2 separate regions of the Rattus norvegicus genome follow, and region 2 is linked to region 1. Evidence: chromatin contacts called from public Hi-C data. All regions are on one chromosome and are shown on one strand. The core of a region is the stretch at or near the end of the contact, and the rest is flanking DNA. Distances in the headings are between cores, read along the strand shown. Region 1 overlaps Hecw2 (HECT, C2 and WW domain containing E3 ubiquitin protein ligase 2). Region 2 has its middle 21 kb from the start of C9h2orf66.

The links. A called contact is a pair of places that touch in the nucleus more often than the background predicts.
Region 2: a Hi-C map of the A7r5 cell line shows a contact between it and region 1, with 2.0 times the contacts expected there. The contact joins two enhancer-like sites. A contact is called at or near these places in 4 of 12 Hi-C or Micro-C datasets (the A7r5 cell line, the Rat2 cell line, Schwann cells and 1 more).

Annotation. Positions count from the first base shown.
Region 1 is chr9:62,975,697-62,983,042 of GRCr8, reverse strand. It overlaps Hecw2 (HECT, C2 and WW domain containing E3 ubiquitin protein ligase 2), which reads left to right. Exons shown (of 28, transcript NM_001108218.1): 5 at 317-486; 6 at 1,820-1,962; 7 at 6,030-6,130; 8 at 6,519-7,346. Among named protein-coding and RNA genes, the nearest start is that of Hecw2, 95 kb to the left of the region's middle. Within about 2 kb of position 1,347, at least 7 of the 93 cell types and tissues checked have an H3K27ac peak or open chromatin away from gene starts, as enhancers often do. A contact at or near this core is called in the A7r5 cell line, where this site is marked.
Region 2 is chr9:63,461,470-63,468,337 of GRCr8, reverse strand. No RefSeq gene overlaps it. Among named protein-coding and RNA genes, the nearest start is that of C9h2orf66, 21 kb to the right of the region's middle. Within about 2 kb of position 4,402, at least 3 of the 93 cell types and tissues checked have an H3K27ac peak or open chromatin away from gene starts, as enhancers often do. A contact at or near this core is called in the A7r5 cell line, where this site is marked.

The DNA.
Region 1 (7,346 bases), core at 98-2,597:
CAACTAGGGCACAAGGTGATGAAGAAGGGCTGGCATGATTTTTGTCACCTTGGAGAACCCTCTGCTTGAAGGTGACCCACTTACCATTCTCTACCCTCACACAGTGTGGCTAAATCTCTTTATGCACACAGTGTGACGGACTCTGCCTAGAGCTTTGGAGTAGAACTTCAGTTAAGAACTTTGCTGTTTGTGCTAACCAGGATGTCTGAATCCTTCCTCCTGTCATCTCTGCTCCCCCCCTTCCCTGCTGCCTTTCCTCACTTCTGCTTCTTTCTCCTCCCCCCACCCCTCTCCCTCCTTCCCTCCCTTTCTCAAGATCTCAGGGCAGTTGGGCTCAAGAAAGGGATGTTCTTCAATCCTGACCCTTATCTTAAGATGTCCATTCAGCCAGGGAAGAAGAGCAGTTTCCCTACCTGTGCCCACCACGGGCAGGAGAGAAGATCCACTATCATCAGTAACACCACCAATCCAATCTGGCACAGAGAGGTACACAGCAGTGGCTGGGGGAGGGGCAGAGGAGGGTGGGGAATTGCGATGGGGGGGGTCTTCTGCTTGACAGTACTTGACAGGTGAGTTCGTCTTTTCCCTCTGTGCAGACCTGAGCTGTGAATGGGTGTGGGCACGATGGTTCCAGATGTCTAGTTCTGTTGCAAGGAGGGTACACCGCATGTGAGCTAGTTCCTTTTTGTTAGAGACAGCTGTTTAGTAAGACTGCTGAATTGTTCTCTTCTAGGGTACGACTTTATGGTGTGCTACAGGTTTAATAATTGAAATAAATATATATCTTAATATTCTTAAAAAATTAAAATGTAATGCAAAGAGTTCATGATGAACAAAGGTTTTATAAGAACAAGAGGATTGAAATATTACCTTGTAGAATCACAGTAAAGCCAGAATCAAAGGGAAAAAGTCTGGTTTGTATTTTTTTCAACCTTTTGCTGTAGTATGTATTCAGTTCAGATTAAAGGAGTTTCTTCCTCTATGGACTTTGGCAAATGTTTCCATGGACTTTTAGAGACTTGCTAGTTGAGCCATTCAGGAAGTTGGCATCCCAAGCGAAGGCAGATTGTGTTGATGGTATGTGAGAGTTCCTCACAGCAGCACTATGCTGCCCGTCTTCCTAATGCATCACATCATTGGAATCAAGCAAAGGGTTTTCTCATCAGAGTTACACGGAGTCAAATATGAGCAGAGACACGGCATGCCTTCTCATTGGCATCTCAAGGATCCAGCCTTTGCATCCCAATGCTACCTACTCAGAGGCAGGCTGCCTTCTTATTCTTAGCAAGTGCTATTTTCCACTAAGCAGACTGCCAAATTCCTCTGCCCTTTGGAGAACTTTAATTATTATACTAAATAAACACAGTGGCGCCTAAATGTCAAACAGCCCAGTACAGTTCACATTGCTGTGGTTGCATGGACACGGTCAAGGAAAAGTGACATGACTCACACTCACTTCCTGCTGCCATAGTTTGCTGAGGTCAAATGTTTAAATAGAAACAGGATCAGTGTTACTGATTTTCCCTTTAACTTCAGTAAGTTACTTTATGCATAATCGAATCTTTGACACTATATTCTATAACTCCTAAACCAAGTAAGTGTATCATTGGATGAAACATTCTGTTGCCAATCAGATTTTAAACTTTTTTCGTTTTAAGAATCTTTGTGACTTTTTTTAGTTTTATCTGAGTACAGAATTGACAGCAACTGGTAATGTGAACTCTGTGTGCAATCAGTCTAAGAGATACCATTTTCTGTATATAAAATGATAGGATTCTGTGTTTGTCTTCTTAGCCAACACATATTTTTTTTATTTCAGAAATACTCCTTTTTTGCACTTTTGACCGATGTCTTAGAAATTGAAATCAAAGACAAATTTGCCAAGAGCCGGCCCATCATCAAACGCTTCCTGGGAAAATTAACCATTCCAGTGCAGAGGCTGTTGGAGAGGCAGGCTGTCGGGTAACTGCCTCTCACTTGGGGGATCCTGAGATTAGTTTGTGCTGAAACAGAAATAACACTTAGTAGTCCCAGGGTGTGTCTTGCTGATAAGATGTGGAACATGTCTCTTTATATTTTAAAAAAAGTGCCCTTAAACTTAATAAAGTGTCCTGGATCCAAAATACCTTGTTTCAATGATACCTCCTTGTGGTATCAATCCCCTTCCCAAGTTTCATCTAGATAGCAGTCAGTGACAACTCTCACAGTGTTCAGCTGGTTTGAGGGCATAGTGAAATCGTGCTATGACACCCTCTCATGAGATCATTGCACCCCCAACCTATTCTGATGAATTCCATCCACAGGGCCTACATTTATTCCCAAAATACAAAAACAAACTTATTTGGGGACTTAGTTTTAGTTTTTCACTCCTGTAAGCTGTCTGTGTAAATTGTGAGTAGTTAAAAACTACAACACACCCCCATCCATTGTTATGTGAAATGTATTTTTATGTCATGAGTACCAGCAAACTCAATACTACAAGTACTCTGCGGGGCAGCATTAGATCATTTTGTGTGTCTTTTTTTTCCACTTCAGGAGAACCTTTTGAATGTATCGTAATGTAACCTCGAGAGAAATTAGCATGAGCTCCCTCAAGGTCGTAGTGATGAATTTTGTATTATCTCCTGAGATGCTATGTTCTTCCAATGTTACAGTATTACAGGGACTTGTCCACATAGCCTCAGAGCTCCAAGAGGTAGAGGCTATGATGCTAGCCATTTCAGAGATAAGGAATCTGAGGCTGCAGGTGGTGTTAGAGCCGAGATTTGAGCTCAGTCCCTCTGCTCTAGACCTGCTGCTGCCTGAAACATCTTGAGTACAAGTTGTAGTTGTTCCCTGCAGGAAGCTGGCCCTGTGTATTCATTGCACTTTTTACACCTTGAGTACTGGCTGTAAGTTTGCTTGTGGAGACCTGACCCTACACAGTCACCGCGGGTTTCTGGGGCTTGTGTTTCCTCATCTGAGAACAGTTCCTCAGACTACGAGGTCCCTACAGTGCCATCAAACTCACAGGTTCTGATGGATTCTCAGAAGATGTGAACAGTGTGGGTGGACAGCCCACACAAAATAAAGAGATAATACAAAATTCTAGGAGCTTGGTTTATCTGATAAAATGTTGAGACGTGACAGCTATTTTTTAAGGATAATAATTATAGCTTCTAGAAGATATATTTTGAGAGGTTTGGAAATTATTTTTAGCATGTAACAACGGTGAATGATTATGGTGAGAATCAACTGCGATAACTAATATACTCCCCACTTGATTTATATTAATTATAATCATCTAGTTCAGGTAATATATCTGTATCCATTTTATGTACTGACAGTAAGATCGATCAAGGAAGGGCTCAACCTTGTCAGTGACCCAGACTGCCATGAACGCTCTGGTGTTTGAGTTAGCCTTCCAAAGAGCTGAACGCCCACAGGAGTGACAAACACAGTTCTGCCTGCAGTGGAAGGAAACCCAAAATGTATTCATAAAGTGTCAGAACTGAGATGTCTCTCCATGAGTAGGCTAAAATCATTGCCGTCATACCGGATACTGACATACGTTAGTTAATATTTCTGACCTGATTATTGTTTTCTACTGAGTAACCAATACGTCTTAAAAGGATTATACTTTGGCCAGTCATACATTTGGCGAACTGAAGCTATCTGAAATAGGTGATATTGCCCAGGGTATGACTGTATGGGATAAGCTACACTTCCTATTCTGTTTCTAAAGCATTTGTTTAACTGTGACATTTTTCATGGCATGGCCAGCTTCCTTCCAAAAGACTTGTCATGACCCTATGGTTATCCTTTTCTCTGATTAGTGGGAGAATGCCCGAGGCATCAGAGAAAGGCTTTTGTTGTTCATTTTTTATAATAGTGATGTTTAGCATATTCTTCATAATGATATATCACAGAAGGAAGCAGCTTGAGTCTGAATAAGGCTGGGCAAGCTCAGGAGGAGAGCCAGACGCCCACTCTGTACAGAAGCACACTCCTCACAGAGATCTGCGAGGCCCCAGACCCACACTCCGTACAGAAGCACACTCCTCACAGAGATCTTTGAGGCATGGGCGGCTTTTCTGAACTTTGATAGGAAGGAGTTGAACTGAGGACTTTTTCTCAGTTAAAATTCTTCTAAGTGATGGTTCTTGTTTGGCAGTTAATTATTATGTATACATTAGGTGCCTACTAAGTGTCCAGAGCTGTGTTAGGTATTGGAGATGAGACAGTCACTGACACAGATGGGTACAATTCTTTCCCTATAGCTCTTAATAAACGCTCGTTCTCTACCTTAAACATTGCTTTTGCAAATCTTCCCTTTTTAGTGTCATTAGTGGGTTTTGGCAGAAAAGGGGAGAAGCAGTCATTTTATTTTGACAAGAAAGTGATGGTTTTCTTAGATGACTAGGTGTCAGAAAGTAGAAACTGAGCCTTGGGATTTGCTGCTGGGCACACTTGCGAGTGTACAAGCACTTCTGCGTGTCAGATGTTCTCCAAACGGTGGGAATGCAGCAGTGAGGAGGAGAAGGCACACCCTTGCCATTGTGCCAATTACAGCTGATATGGAGTTCAATCGAACATTCCAGTGTAATATGCATTAACTCCCTGTTCAGCCAGAGTATTGATGGCCGCATGACATTCAGGTATCCCACAAGTGAAAAATGGCAGTAAGAGGAATGCCACCCAAAGTAGCCTATAATCGCAGAGAATGTGTGTAACATGAGCTTGTAGTGCAGAGGGTGCCTGGCAAAGGCTTCTGCAGTGCAGAGGGTGCCTGGCAAGGGCTTCTGCAGCAGGATAATATGTGTCTCATCCCAGGTCTGCTGTCCCGTAGCTTCTTAGCTATGCCTTCATATCTTCTTCTAATAAGCAGGGTTCATGATTCCTCCCTGGTAGCCAGGAGTAGAGAAAATATCCCGAGAGCCCCAGCAATGTGTGCATATCCTTCAGTGAACACTTCAGGTGGGAAAGCAAAATGTTTAACAACATCAGTCTAGGACAATAATTCAACATCATAAAAAGAGACATCTGACTATGAACTCAGATGAATTACTAGTTGATAAACTGAAATATGTGTGTGGGGGTATGCGCGCGCGCGTGCATGTGTGTGTGTGTGTGTGTGTGTGTGTGTGTGTGTGTGTGTGTGTGTGTTTACAAAACAAATCTATGTAGGTTAATGCTGCAAAGCTGGCTGGAGGCTCTCTACTGTACAGTGGTGTAGATGCTTCTCTTCCCAGAATAGCCAGTAGAGGGCAGTGTGAGAGCAGAAATGGTGTGATTTGATTAGCCTCTTGGTTGTGGGTAGTTGGAAGCAAATCATTCGACTCAAGATAAGAGTTCCTTGTATTTGAATCTGGAAAATAGACATGGACTTGAAATAGCTGGATAGCTCTATCCTTAGGTTGGCCAAAAGCCTAAGACCACCACCAAGATGGGTCAAAAAATGAACACCAGTCCATTTGTGATCCAGGCTAGCACCAGGCCTGGGATTTGGTACTCTCCCTCATTGCATTGTTAGTACTGGAGACTCAGTGGTAGGCCAGGCTCCTCAAGAATGAGAGCATCAGCTCCTGTCCCTTATTTGTCCGCTGAGGAAGGTAAGGCCAGCACGTGTGTGCGTGCGTGCGCGCGCACGCGCACACACACACACACACACACACACACACACACACACACTAGAGTGCTGTCTGGAATCGACCTGGTTTTATTTTCTCAGATTGTTCTCTCTCCTTTAATGTTTTCTATAATAAGACTTTCTTTTTGTCCCTGGGTCACATGGTGCTCAAGCCTGTATTTACTGCAAATTCTGAAAGGTTCAAGGGGTGGCCTGTGGGACTGGGATTAGCCTGTGGGACTAGGGGTGGCCTGTGGGACTAGGGGTGGCCTGTGGGACTGGGATTAGCCTGTGGGACTAGGGGTGGCCTGTGGGACTGGGATTAGCCTGTGGGACTAGGGGTGGCCTGTGGGACTAGGGGTGGCCCGTGGGAAGAAGACTAAGGTGCAGTCAGGATGAAGGGCTGTTTCTTCTCCTGCAGTGACCAGATGCTCAGCTACAACCTTGGCAGAAGGCTCCCCGCTGATCACGTGAGTGGCTACCTCCAGTTTAGAGTGGAAGTCCCATCCTCTGCCCAGGAAGGTGAGATGTCTGTGGACGCATAAGCACGTGGAGATCTTACTCAGTTGATAGTTAGCATTTAAAGGGGTTGTTCTGTGTCCTGTGCTGGAAACAGAATGGCTTCCCAGTCATTGCTAGCTTTCAAAGCACTCAGGAACGCCTGTTTGGCAAAAATGGCTGCCAGAATTAGGTTTGCATTCTGAAGCTAGTCTACAGAGACCAAATCTATACCTCCTGTGCCAAATGTTACACAGGATACCCATTTAGCAAGGAGTAGTGAATTCTAGCAGCCAGGGACCCTTCCCAGAGTCGTCTGTGGGATGATTAAACTCAGCAAACTGGTCAGTTTAAGGATGCTAGATCTTTCTGTCTTCTATCGGATGCTTACAAGTGCTGCTTCCTTATTCAGATGCATCTCCAGAGGCCGTTGGCACCATCCTCGGTGTCCACACTGTGAATGGAGACCTGGGCAGCCCTTCTGATGATGAGGACATGCCAGGGAGCCATCATGACAGCACCATTTGTGCTAACGGGCCAGTGTCTGAGGACAGTGTTGCTGACGGAACCCCCAAGCATTCTTTCAGGACTAGCTCTACCCTGGAGATTGACACAGAGGACTTGATCTCTACTTCTTCAAGAAATTCACCCCCCAGGGGCCGCCAGGATTCACTCAATGATTACTTAGATGCTATTGAACACAATGGCCCCTCTAGGCCAGGGACAGCCTCCTCCTCTGAGCGGCCCATGGGAGCCTCTCCCAAACTGAGGAGTAGTTTTCCCACTGACACCAGACTCAATGCGATGCTTCATATAGACTCAGATGAAGAAGACCATGATTTTCAGCAAGACCTAGGCTACCCATCCTCCTTGGAGGAGGAAGGAGGCCTGATCATGTGCAGCAGGACATCGAGGATCGATGATGGGAGCCTGACGTCTCAGACCAAACCAGAGGATGACAACCCTGTTGAGAACGAGGATGCCTCCGTACATGAAACTGCTTCCTTAGAGGAGAGGCCAGAGAATCTTCCCGAGGTTGAAGATGGCTCCTTGCCGTCAGGTACAGCCCCTGATGAAAATGAAGCCAGCGTAGAGCCTCAGCCCAGTGCTGACCAGGGCAGCACTGAATTGTGTAGCTCTCAAGAAGTCGATCAGCCCACAAGTGGCACGGACGCAGGAGCTTCTGACACATCTGTAGGAAGCCGCAGAGCTGCCAGTGAGACTGAGTCCCTGGACCAGG
Region 2 (6,868 bases), core at 3,153-5,652, 480 kb before region 1:
AGGAAAAGTGCTATCCCTTAAAAGGAAACTATTTTATATAAACATCACATACTTTATCATGTTTACACAAATATTAGTTATGTTAGATATTAATACAGCAAATTTTTGAGTTCTGCTGTTGTCATTTTTTTTCTTAAAGAAATTAAATTTTTGGATAAATGTACTTATTTAACAACTAGGTTCTTGCTTGTAAATAGATTGGGTATATGTCAGACAGTTAATCTGTCTGATTATTGAGTGCTTAGTATTTTTGAAATGCCCTCGTAGATTATTGCTACTATAATTTAGACCTGATATATTTTTTGAAGACTCATTTTGCGGGTGCTCACTGTGGCCAGCAGAGGGCGGTAGATCACCTAGAGCCTGAGTTACAGGTGGGTGTTGCTGGATGTCAATGCTAGGAACCCTGCAGAACAGCATGGGCTCTTGACTAAGCCTGCTCTCCAGCTCCTGGACTGATAATTAGATAGAAGTTGCTATTGCAGTCGTGTGTCTATGTGAATGAGCACACCAGGAATTGAATCCAGAGCCCCAGTATCTTAATTACGTTCTCTACTGTTGAGTAACACACAGCTCGCCTGGATTCACTTCATACCAAAATTAAGTAAATTTTACTCTTGGGTATCACTATAACAAAAACTTCTAAAGAAACCATTTATGCTGGGTTAACACTGATTTTTGAAGCTGCCCTATATCTATATTGATCATGTATTGATTAGTCTTTTAAATCTTTTTATATTTTAGTTATGTAATTTCAGCTGTCTGTGACGGGATACTTTTTATTGAGTAGTCTATAATAGTATCTATATAATTATCACACATGTCAACATGACACGTTTTCACAGTGCTCACGAATTCATACAAGGCTGATTGTCTTATTCATTACCAAGTCCCTGTACTTTCTTTTAGCCTTTTACTCTTTTCACTCATAGCATAAGGTGTTCATTCACCATGCACCCTCCTAATCCCACACACAGAGAAGGTGTTCATTCACCATGCACCCTCCTATGGAGGATGGTGAAACAGGGAAGCAGAACTCGGTTTTTAGTAGTTCTTCGAAGCTGCAGAGGCTCATGGGAAGTAGGCCTGGAGAGATGCTTCAGATGGTCACGTGCCTGCAGTGCGAGCACGAGGACCCCAGTAGAGACTGACAGAATCCACGGGAGAAACTGGCTGACTAGTGCCTGCTTATAATCCCAGCACTGGGAGGGTGGAGACAGACTTTTGGGGCTTGTTGGCCGGCCAGCCATCTTGGCAAGTTTCAGGTTCAGTGAAAGATCCTGTGGCATAAGATGAGGTAGAAAGTGTTTGAGGGAGACATCCAGCCTTGACCTCTGCCCTACCCTCTGATCCGTCCCTGCACCTGTATGTATACACAGGTGCACATACATGAACATGTGCACACAAAAATACTCAAGAGGTGGGGATCCACAAATATCATGAGCAGTTGATTCCGTAATCGTAGGATAAGCCAGGTGCCTCATATGTCTCCTTAGACAGGTCTGAATTAGTCATGCATTGCCTTGCAGTATTTGGTTTGGATACAAACTTTTAGAAAGCTGTAATTGAACAGATGGGGAAAATCTAGAAGTATGTTGATTCATTGGATCCGAGGATTTTGTTGGTTGTTTTTCAACTGTGTGGAAGATTTGTGAATTTGTATATCATAGGAAACAGACTATGAAGTTTGTCGAGGGTCACAGTCCATTTGGGGAGTATGACACTTGCCAGAATAAAGGGCACCATGAGAGTTTACGACATTAGTTCCTTCCAGGAAAGCTTCCCTACCACAGAAAATAAATACAGGACTCACTCTACAAACTCTAAGAATGAGAGATGGGATCTTACTGCAGACTTTTTGAACAGGACACATTTATAATTCTGTGAGTATCTACTTTCTCAGCATAAGGCTTGCTGATGCGTGAGGGAATAAGAAAGCTCTGGGCTCCTCGAATTCCTAGCTCTCCATAGGATTATGGGAAATGGAAATCAGATCAGCAGTCCAAGTGTGTGCTACAAATGCTTAAACTTGTGCATCTGTAAAACATCGTGAATAAATGAAAACAGAATTTCCTATGTTGGTAGCTTGGTTTTGAGAACAGAGCAAGAATCGGAAGTGGTGATAATTTAAGACATCTGTTACTCTGTTAATGCTGCAAACATAGCCGTGCAACGAGGGCAACCATGTGTTTCAAAGCTGGCAGTATCTAAGCTACAACTTGATTAAAGTGTGGGAATAATAATCTTAAAATCAAGAGCAGTTTTTTATAAGGGCATGGCATGTTATGCTGCCAAAACCCATCTGTATGCTAAGAAACCACTTAACTTCTGATGACGGTGTAGAATGGTTATCTGAGTCAGAATCAACCTGTAATCATTCTGTACGTTGTTGATTTGAACATCAGTGGAAAACTAGATCTATTGGTGTTTAGTTAGAGCAAACTTTCCTATCTGAATCCTAATCTCGGTCTAAGAAGTCTATGGGGATCCATTTTGTAAAGTTCATGTGCTATTTTAAATGGTTTTTACTTTTAGTATTTGTAAGGTAGTGATGTTACTGTGACAAAAGTTTGTAGACACCATGTAGCACCATTAACTGCTCTAGAGCCTAATAGACAGTGTATTTTGTATTTCATGTGTACTTTTTCTGTTTCATATTGGACTTTTTACATCCCTTTTTTAGGAAAAAAAAGGATACATTTAAAAATTTTTTAGGGTAATCTGTATTGGAAGCTAAGTATCCTCACAGTTAGCAAATATACTTTATCACCAAAGCTAAATGAAACTGTAAGATACCTCTGGATATTTGTGCCAATGAACTTTCTTAGTAATCTGGGGATAAAACAAAAGTAATCTTTTCAGTATTTTTCATCTAGGACTTACAATAAATGTGGATATCTTGAAAACATGTTCCATACTCTGTTTTTCTTTGAAAATGCTCAAAGCTTTAGGACAGTGCATTCTGTGTTCTGTTGCGTCTGGTTTCCTGACATTGCTGGGTAAACGATGAGTCCACTCAGTAGTAATCTTTGAGCAGTTAATTGAGGTAATCGTTTGAAGTAATCTGACTTTGGCTTGTTTTGTGGTGTAAATAGTCAATTGTTTTACAGAATCCATTTTTGGTGTAGGTGTCTTGGTTTATACAGTTGAAAGCTTGTCCTGTGGGGTTTCTGTTGCTTTCTGTATGTCTCTGTTCAGTCCCTAGTGTTTATCCAGTAGAACCTAATAGAGTATGATGAGGCAAGCCACTTAGCATGCACATCTTGGGCCAAATACTACGAAATACAGTTGTTGATGAAACACACTGGCATTGATAGGGCATTAGACAAAACTAGAAATGTAGCAGGTGCAGAAGCCATTGTGGGCCCCGGGAACTCAAGTTTTCCCCCAGAGGGATGTTGTGGAAATTGCAGTGTTTCATTCAGTCTCGCCTAGCGTTTCCCATGGCCTCTCTGCCCTGCCTACTGTAATGCTGGCACATTTTTCATAAGTTAACCTCGCAAGTGAAGAGACAGAACATGCCAGATACTGAAATATTTGGTCTGGATCGAGTGATGGTTGTCTAGGTAACCGTTGGGGACTTTGGATAAATTAGTGGAAAGGTAGTTTATGAGAACTGGCTTCAGGATGCTGTGTCCTCTGGAAGCTTTGTCTTCCGTTTGGCAATGGGCTTAGCCTAAGTGGGAGATGCCTGTCCCTAACAGACCAGGCTCTGGGCACCGAGGCAGAGGTTTGTAAGAGTTCTTGAACAGATCTCCTCCCCACCCCCTGCTGTGTGGCCCGGAGCGAAATCTTCATTTTTACATATTAGGATGTTGTGCTGCATACTTATATTTTTTGAAAACAGGCACTGACGTATATCATTTAGAAACGATCCTGTGGTTTCTTAAACTTAGACTAGCTATAAATGTAGCAACGTGCCCAAGACAAACCAAAACCGAGTAAACCCCATCACTGTGACCTTGAATTTATTTGGGATAAAACAGACTGTGCCTTAAAACGACAAAGCAAAGCCCTGCAACCTGTAGCTGTGTTCTACTTCTCCGGGTTGCCTGGAGTCCCTTCTTTTAAGTTGTTGGAACAAAAGTTCTCAGTACCCATCGGCCCACACTTACTTAGAGCTCACATGGCTGCTGCTCCTGAGGCCACCCTTACTTTCCAGAGTTTTTTGTTGTTGTTTGTTTGTTTTTATTTTAATTTAAGATTGGCTTAGTCTGGATGTGTGCGAGAAATTAGGTTTGGTTAAAGTTTCTGGGGGAAAATATTTTAGGGATAGTCACAACACTTCTGTTTCTAAACTCACTGAATACAGAAAAATTAATGACTGAAATGTCTCTTTGCTCTGCTGATAATGATCTTACCAGAGCTCCTTCCGAGACGTGTGCTGAGCGTTGAGGCAGACTGAGACATGTTTATATTTCCAAATGAGGGTCATTTCCCAGTGACTCAGCTCAAATGAAGGTAGTTTTTTTTTTTTCCCCAGCATTACTATTTCATTTTTCTTGTTCCTTTTCCTGCCTTGTTATTTTTATGGTATCAAGGGAGAATTAGCTCCTCTTTTTAGTTTAATTTAAATTCTCACACTTTTATGTGTTTATTTAAAACAATGAGTATAACTTCCATTAAAGTCCAAATTAATCAATTTTAAGCATAATCACAGTCTTTGCCCAAAGATGCCCACATTTCTGGGAACTCGGTCTGTTGTTTATTTTTACATGTTCCTTTTGGGCATACACTCAATGTATTTCCTCCAGGTTCACCTCCATGACTATTACAATTTTATATTTAAATAAGTCTTCTTAGAAACATGTAGAAATGACAGTATGTCTCTTTTAAAGGCCCGGCCAGATTGACAAGAAGTTGTGGAGGCAGTAGGTGAATAATGAGATCAGTTTCTACCTTGCGGTTAAGCGTGTAGAGCACACACTCCTCGTGGCTGCTGAGGGAGACTGTGTACAGCGATCATTTATTTGTACACTGGTTAAGTTCCCATCCAGAAAGTGTCGTGTGGTACCAATGCGCCGTGCAGGGAGCCTGTCCTGAAGTGACCGCTGAGAACAGCCTCAGCACGGCTCTCCCTCTCTTAGCCTGCATGCTGTTCCCCAGTGCGGTGTACCACGTGCAGGGCACTGAACACACGTGCGTGTAGTTTCCTGTGTATTTTTGGTATCGTGTAATTAACACTGTTACATTTAACTGGTTGTGATTTGGGGGAAAGTGCTACTTATTCTACTTCGTGGAGTATTGTGAATGTTTTTACCTGTGTTTCAGCATTATGATGTGGCTTTATTATGTGAATATTTGCCTTCAGTCTCCGCTCAGGTACTAACGTGTAGCGACTTTTGGTGCTTTGTTTTTAATTTGTCATAATCTGGTGTTCTTTATGTTCAAAAATAAATTTGGTGAATAAGCACATTTGGTACAAAGATTGTTTTACTGGTTTTCATACTCTGCAATGGTGTCTTGGGAAAGAAAGCCCCTTATCCATGCACTAACTGGATATAATCCTAGGTTCTCAGGTTCTCCAAGGTAAGAGTGGGGAGGACTTAGGCATTGTATGCAATTGTACAGTGGAAGCCTTGGGTTCTAGTTAACAGGTTTTACGAAGTTTGGTAGACATTGCGTTAGTCAACAAACTTCTTAGGACATCTAGAGGCAACTGGAGAGACTTATAATTCCAGGTTTCCAAGTGACAGTAATTTGAGATTTTAACAAATCCAAACACTGTTACAGAATTGGACAGAAGGAATCAAATGAGATAGGATATTTCTTGGGGGGCAGCAGACAAAGAGAGACTGAGCCTGGTGTGGGCTTTTGAAACTTCATAGCCCACTTCAGTTATACACTACCTCTAACAGGACCACACCTGCTCTAACAAGGCCACCCTGCCTAACTTTTCCCAAGCAGTTTCACTACCTAGACACCAAGCATTCCAACATGAGTCTGTGGGGGCCGTTCTCACTTATGCCACCATACCCCTCCTTTTTTGAGGTATAATTTTAGGGTTTATTGATCTGGCTCAGCGCTGGGACCCTTGCCTACATAGGTTGAAAGACCCAGACTACAAGCATAGGCTTAAAAAGTGACATGTACATGGTTGATACATATACTCACTCTGAAGTGATTACACAAGCCAAATCATCTCTCAAATTTAGTACATCTGTACATGGTGTGTGTGTGTGTGTGTGTGTGTGTGTGTGTGTGTGTGTGTAGACTTTTACACCATTACTCCATCAACAGTGAGTAAGGGGACTCCTTTTTAGATCTCTTTCCCAGCATTTGTTATATGTTTGTCTTCTTGATAACCATTTTGAAGAGGATGAGACAGAATCACAAAGTATTTTCGGTTTGCCTTTTCCTGCTGGCCAAGGATGTTGAACAATTTTAAAAGTATTTATTGGCTATTCCTATTTCTATAAGAGGTTTTAAAAAATATTTATGTTATGTATATGATTACACTGTCACGGTCTTCAGACGAACCAGAAGAGGGCATCAGATCCCATTACAGATGGTTGTGAGCCACCATGTGGTTGCTGAGAATTGAACTCAGGACCTCTGGAGGAGGAATTAGTGCTCTTAACCGCTGAGCCATCTCTCCAATCCCATATTTCTTCTTTTGAGGACTCTGTTCAGGACATTGGCCTGGTACTGATACTACGTTTTGAACTTTGGTGTTTACTTTTTTTCAGTTCTTTGAGCATTCTAGATATTAGCTCCCTGTTTCAAGCACAGCTGCCAGAGATTTCCTCCCATTCTAGCATGGTCTGTTTACACTGCTCATAGTTGCTATGCCAGGGAGAAACTTTATAATTTCATGTAGTCCCACTGGCTAGTCCCTGGGACTGTGGTCTGAGCTATTGGATTTCTG